Linked DNA regions of Mus musculus: region 2 is linked to region 1. Evidence: chromatin contacts called from public promoter capture Hi-C data. All regions are on one chromosome and are shown on one strand. Each heading gives the region's core, a stretch centred on a gene start, on an enhancer-like site or on the middle of the called end of the contact. The rest is flanking DNA. Distances are from core to core; before and after follow the strand shown. Region 1 holds the start of Rnd1 (Rho family GTPase 1). Region 2 overlaps Nckap5l (NCK-associated protein 5-like).

Evidence for each region. Promoter capture Hi-C pulls out the DNA fragments that hold promoters and counts their contacts.
Region 2: a contact with region 1 is called in a promoter capture Hi-C map of liver, with 2.5 times the contacts expected there. The contact joins the enhancer-like site here to the promoter of Rnd1 in region 1.

The regions. Positions count from the first base shown.
Region 1 is chr15:98,675,794-98,678,891 of GRCm38.p6, reverse strand. It overlaps Rnd1 (Rho family GTPase 1), which reads left to right and starts at 1,431. Exons shown (of 5, transcript NM_172612.3): 1 at 1,431-1,662; 2 at 2,318-2,405. The coding sequence starts at 1,543.
Region 2 is chr15:99,419,265-99,422,362 of GRCm38.p6, reverse strand. Nckap5l (NCK-associated protein 5-like) reads left to right here. Exons shown (of 13, transcript NM_001001884.1): 13 at 1-329. Among named protein-coding and RNA genes, the nearest start is that of Nckap5los, 12 kb to the left of the region's middle. RefSeq lists an enhancer at 806-2,409. Within about 2 kb of position 1,687, at least 174 of the 459 cell types and tissues checked have an H3K27ac peak or open chromatin away from gene starts, as enhancers often do. A contact at or near this core is called in liver, where this site is marked.

The sequences.
Region 1 (3,098 bases), core at 182-2,681:
AGCTGGGAACCATAAGAGTAGACTAGAGGGAGACTGGCTGGACTACATTTCCCAGATAACGTCCATTCTCCGTTATAGTGGGCCTGGCTGTCTTACTAGATCTGTCCATAGGGCCTGTGAAGCCTTTGAAAGGTGCTTATTAATTTCAGGGAAAATGGTCTTGGGTGGGTGGCAATGACTGGCTTATGAGCAAAGCTTGGGGTTGTTCGAGAAGGGACCTCAAGACAACCGTGAGCCAGGGCTGGTGTTCTCTGTCTGAATTTCAGGCCTGAGGCCTGAGGCAAGAAGATGGGCTATATACGGCAAGTTCCAGTGTGATGTTCTCTAAAAAAAATAAAATAAAATAAAATAAAATGAAAGAAAGAAACCAAACCAACAGAACAGGGTAAGGGGAACCCTAGGTTGTTCTCAAGTTTGCCCTAAACTGCCCCTCCCCCAATTCTCTGGAGGCCTCACGGGACTTCCTTGGTGGCCAGTGGCTTATATGAGCTGTGTACTTCCATAGCTCTGTCTAGTAGAGGGGTCTGCAGAAGCCGTGGAGGCTTGCAGGCTAGGGCCAGTCGGCGGCAGTTTGTAGTTTATCTCAGTCTACAATGATTGGTTTTCAATTTCTAATCCCTGAGGCCCAGCCCTGGCATCCAGGCTGGACTCTCACTAGGTGACACTATCAGTGCGTCAGAATCCGTGGCTATCAGCCTGGAACTAGACCTGCCCTGGATTCATCTCGGACACTGAAGCCAGGCCACAGAACAAAACACCTTCACTCTTGCTTGCCAGGCCTGGCATGAGCTGGCTCCTGGCTGGCAGAAAGCAGCTTGTTTGGTCTTTCTCTCTCCTGTTCCTACTTGAAAGACGCCCTCCTTTGTTTTCTTTGCCTATCTCTGGGTCAAGTTATTTTTTGTTTGTCTTGTTTTGTTTTCTTGGTTTGTTTTGGGGAAGGCGATTCCTGAGGAAGGGAGTCGGGCTGTAAAAGAGGGGCAGCAGAGACTTCTATTAGGAGATCCCAGAAGTGGAACCAGTGTGAATAGGAACTATATAAAATTAAGGAGTCACCCTCTCCCCCGAGAGATGCCACCCACCTGTCCATAGTTTAGGCAGGTCCTGCTGTCTTCCTGGGACAGACAGCCTGATTCTATAGCTCTTTGTGGGTCTTGACACTAACTCATAGACACTCAGAGATCACTAAGTTTTACTTCCAGTCCCCTCCTGACCTCCTAACAGCAACACAAAAAGCGTGGGAATCCCCTTCCAAGAGGAAGCCACCGTGCAGCTTTAACAGAAAGGGAAGGGAGGAAGAGGGCGCTGACTCGGAGTCTCCTACTATTGGCTGCAGCAGGGGATCCCACCTTAGGGATTGGCCTGGACAGAGTCCGCCTCCTCTTGTGATTGGATCAGTCTGAGACTTATAGCGGAGCCTTACGAGCCTCCGCCTCAGTCGGAGGCAGGCAGGCAGGGAACCCGCGCTAGTGTGCTAGTGCGGACACTTGAGGCGCGACCTCCTCCTCCCTGAACCCGAGTCCACGTCCCTCCGAGGCTGCAGCCATGAAGGAGAGACGGGCACCGCAGCCAGTGGTGGTCAGGTGTAAGCTCGTCCTGGTGGGAGACGTGCAGTGTGGGAAGACGGCGATGTTACAGGTGCTAGCGAAAGACTGCTATCCCGAGGTGAGCTTCCCTGCCGTCCCGGGGTCGATCCCCCACCTGTCCGGGACAGCGCTCTCCACCACCCGCAGGCCGCCCCACCCTGCCTTGCCTTCTGGCTGGAGGACTGCCCTGTCTTGCTTCCCTAGAGACCTGACCCACTTCTGCCGCCCGGTCGGCTCCTCCTCACCTCTTTACCCATCATATCCCCTCCCACTTGCCTTCATCCCTGAGACCTGGAGGCTCCCGAGAGCTTGGGCTTCATTCTTGACGCAGTACCTGCCTGCCCCTCCTATAAGGCTCTGTGAGGGTGCCCTCCCCAACCCCCCCCCCCCCCCCCGCGCAGGCTTCTGCTGTTTTGCCTGTTCACCTGTGCCAAAGGACTAGAGGGCAGAAGACAGAGGTTAAAACTGGCTTGTGGCTCTGAAAAATGGGACACACATTTAGAGATGTGAGGAAAATGCGAATGTATGTGTCTCAGACTAGCTAGGATGTAGGGGGTTTGTCCCAGGCTGGGGAGCGAAGGCCAATACCTCTACAGTCCCCAATGGCTCCCCCTCCTCTGGCTTCTCGCCATCTGACACTTTGGTGTTTCTCGGCGCATGTGTAGCCAACGCTTGGTGTGGGGTTCTGAGGGCATGCTGCTGCCGGGGTGTGAGTGTTTCCTGTCTCCTCGCAGACCTATGTGCCTACCGTGTTTGAGAATTACACAGCCTGTTTGGAGACAGAGGAACAGAGAGTGGAGCTTAGTCTCTGGGACACCTCAGGTAAGAGTGTACCCCCAAATGCCCCATCCTACCACCATTGGCTAGCCGCAGTTGCTGCTTTTTTAAGGGGGGGGGGGCTGGGAATCCACCTTTGAAGATAGGTGCTTGCCAGGAAAGCGAAGGAAAGAATGTAAAAAATTCTTTGGTTGGGGCTTTGATGATTTTAGAGGATCCTGGAAGGCAGTGAACAAGCCTGGGTGCCACTTGGGTCTCTGGTCTAGTTCACCTCTGGATGGTGAGGTGAAGGGAGCCCTGAGAACTCCCCGGGAGTACCAGACGTCTCCTCTGTCTCTGTCTCTCTCCTCTCCCTTCCTCTCCCTCCTCTCTCCCTCTCTCTCTAGTTCTCCAGAGCAAAGTTAAATGAGGTAGGAGGGTGCTGCTGGAGGCAGCTGTGGCGGGGCAGAGAGCCACCCTCCCGCCCCGCCGGCTTTGGAGGGAATATCACTCTCCTGCATCTCAAGCCGAAGCTGTCTGCTTGCCGCAACTCAGAGGCTGCGGCTTAGAGACGATGATGAAGCGATGCATCATCGATGCTTTTTTTTGGGGGGGGGGCAGTAAATGTAGGGCATGTCCACACTGGGTTAGTGTCCAGTTGAGCACATGGGGGTCTAGTTCTTATCATTTCTCCCTGGGCTGGGGTGAGTTGGAGATGCCCTGTCTATCTTTTGGAAATGTAGAAAGCAATGCTTTCCC
Region 2 (3,098 bases), core at 438-2,937, 740 kb before region 1:
CCTCTGCCCAACCTGGCTGCAACCCTGCCCCAAAGCCCCCATGGGGCTGATTTTGGAAGCCCCAGGCTTATGGAGTTTGGGGGTGAGGGGGACAAGTCGCCTTCACTCTGCCCTGGTCCTCCCTGCTGTCTGAATGGTGCTGCCTCCCTTCCCCACATCGTGGGGTCTGTTTGTCTGTCTTCATCTTTGTTTTTATATATATATATATATATAAGCGCCTGGCCCAGTCCCCACCCCTACCCGCACTGCGGTTAATTTATCTGTTGTTGAAAAGCAGCCCTGCTTCTGCAGCATCCCTAATAAAACGTGGAGGCCTCTCCCCACCGTGACTGTTGTGTGGCAGCCCCCCCTTTGTGCTTGCTGGCTTCTCTATAATCCTTCGGGTGGACTGGTGGGTAGGTCCAGGGACCCTCGGGTGCTCTAATGAGGCTCTGTGCCCTTCCCCTGGAGGAGCTGGCTAGAAGGTGACTTACAGTGACCTGTGTAGATCTGAAGCCCAGAGGATGTCACTGACCAGAGGGCACACAAGGCCATGCAGCCTTGGTGAGAAAGATGGGGAAGAGGCCTGTGATCATGCGCTCAAACCTCTCTATGCTCCAGGTTGGGGACTGGCCAGTTCGGAGCAGTCCCACTGGCTTTATATATAGACACGGGACAGTCAGTGACTACCCAGGCCGAGAGGGGAAGAGCCTGAGAGGACTACCCTCACACCGGCACACTATGCTGTCTCTCAACTCACTTCCTCGTGCTTTATAAACCATCTCTATATGACTCGGGAGCACTAGAAGCCAAGGATATTTATCACCAGAGCTGGCGTTCCTAAAAAAACCTATCACTACAAACCTTGGTTTTCCTCATCTGTATATTAGACTGAGAGGCCAGGTGGCCCCGCCCCATCAGCAGCCTGAGGCCAGGTGGCCCCGCCCCTGTTCTCCTTCACGCTCTACGCTCCGCCCACATCTGCCATCTTCCCTTAGCTGACGCCATCACTGAAGAAATTAACAAGACCAGAACAGGGTCTGACAATGCAGTTTTGTCCCTGCCCCTTCCTAGGTGTACTAACGGAAGTCTGCATCTTGGTTTCTGACCAACTCCTGACTGGTTTCTTGACCTGTTATTGCCCTAAGCCTGATGCATTACATCATTTCCTGTTAGAACTGCGTTGGCCTCCTAGATCCCATTCCTTCCTGGAAAGGAGTTTGGCATGGTGGGCTTTCATCTTCACTTCAAAGCTAAGACCAAAATCCATGTTCTCGACAGGGTCTGCTCAGTATGCTAGGAATTTGAAAATACCAGGTGCCACCTCGGTCCCTGGGTCAGAATGAGTTGACTGGAGAAATGTCCCAGGGCAGGATAGGCTGCAGGAACCATAGTGGTCCCGGGAGGCAGCCCTGCCCACCATGGTCAGCCATAGCCCACATGACAATCTCCCCCTCCCCCAACTCCTGCCTGATCCCAGTCAGCCATAGCCCACATGACAATGGCCCCCCTCCCCGGACCCAGGGCTCGGTTCCAACTGAAAGAATTTGAGGGCGGGAGCATGTGGGTTTATTGATACTCCAGGGAGCCCGGTTTCTTGGCGCTCAAGGAAAGCTTTGCTGAAAACCTCCTTGATCATGGCTGGGGCAGAACACTTGGTGTCTCGGTTTGCAACAGCTGCTTGTAAAGTTACTGTGACCTCACTCTCCTCAAGAACAATGGGCGAATGTTCATGTAAGACCTCAGCCGGGTTTCCCAAACACAGGAAGTTCAGACTGCCAGACAGCTGCCCTCCCCCAAAAGGCCAAAGCCAAAAGGCGGGAAAGAGGCGGGCTCCGCACACTGGCACCTCTCCTTTTGCAGGAAGCCCCCCGCCCCCACCCCTCCCTCCGCGACACCCACACACACAAAGAAAAAGAAAAAAAAAATAGCCTCTCTAAGGCTGCCAGGGGTTTATTTTATTTCCTTTTTTCTACTTTTCCCCCCCACAAATAGTATGTTTTGTTTCCTTTAAAAAAAAAAGTTTAAAAAAAGAAAACATGCTCTGTAGCAAACCCCAGCTCTAGATCCCCGCCCTTATTCTCTGGGGTAATTCAAGTGTATAAATAAATCTCTTAAAGCCAAAAGTTCACGGTAAGTACTTGTGGGGTCGTCTGTGATTTTAGGGAAGGGGACCAGCTGTTTTTTAAAGATTTATTTATTATTATATCTAAGTACACTGTAGCTGTCTTCAGACACACCAGAAGAGGGAGTCAGATCTCATTAGGATGGTTGTGAGCCACCATGTTGCTGGGGTTTGAACTCAGGACCTTTGGCTCGGAAGAGCAGTCAGTGCTCTTAACCACTGAGCCATCTCTCCAGCCCCGGGGACCAGCTTTTTAAAAACGTTTTAATTATTAAAGACCTACAAATCTGGGTTGATTCACAGCCCTCTGTCCAGTTTCAGGGTACGGTTCTTGCTTGTGGGAACATGAACCCTAGTTTCAAATAGCTGGCACCTACATAAAAGCCAGGCTTGAAGGTGTGTGTCTATAACCTCAGCACTTGGGGGTGGGGGAGGGGGCCAAGCCAGGTGGATATCAGGACTTGATAAGTAGCCAGTTGGGTCAAATGGTAAATCGCAGGTTCAATAATAGATTGTCATAAGAAGAAAGCAAGGCCCAGCGTGCTAGCACTTAGGAGGCAGAGGCAGGCAGATCTATGAGTTCTAGGACAGCCTGGTCTTCAGGGTGAGTTCTAGGACAGCCAGGCCTACACAAAGAAACCCTGTTTCCAAAAAAAAAAACAAAAAACAAAAACAAAAAAGAAAGAAATGGTCTTTTGGAAGCCAGGTGTGAGGTGTTGACACTTTGGCATCAGCATCTGGGAGGCAGGAGGCCAGGCCTTCCTGAGCTGCAGAATGTAGTAGCCTCAGCTACAGAAGACCCTGTTTCAAAAACAGTCAGACCCCTGTACAGACTCAGGGGTAAAAGGCCCTTGCCACCAAGCCTGACTCACTTCTCCAGGCCCACATGGTGGAAGGAGAGAGCAGACAGCCATCGGTTGTCCTCTGACTTCTGTGTGCTACGTACTTGCTCACACATAAATATATTTAATTAAAATAAAATATGTAAGTATAT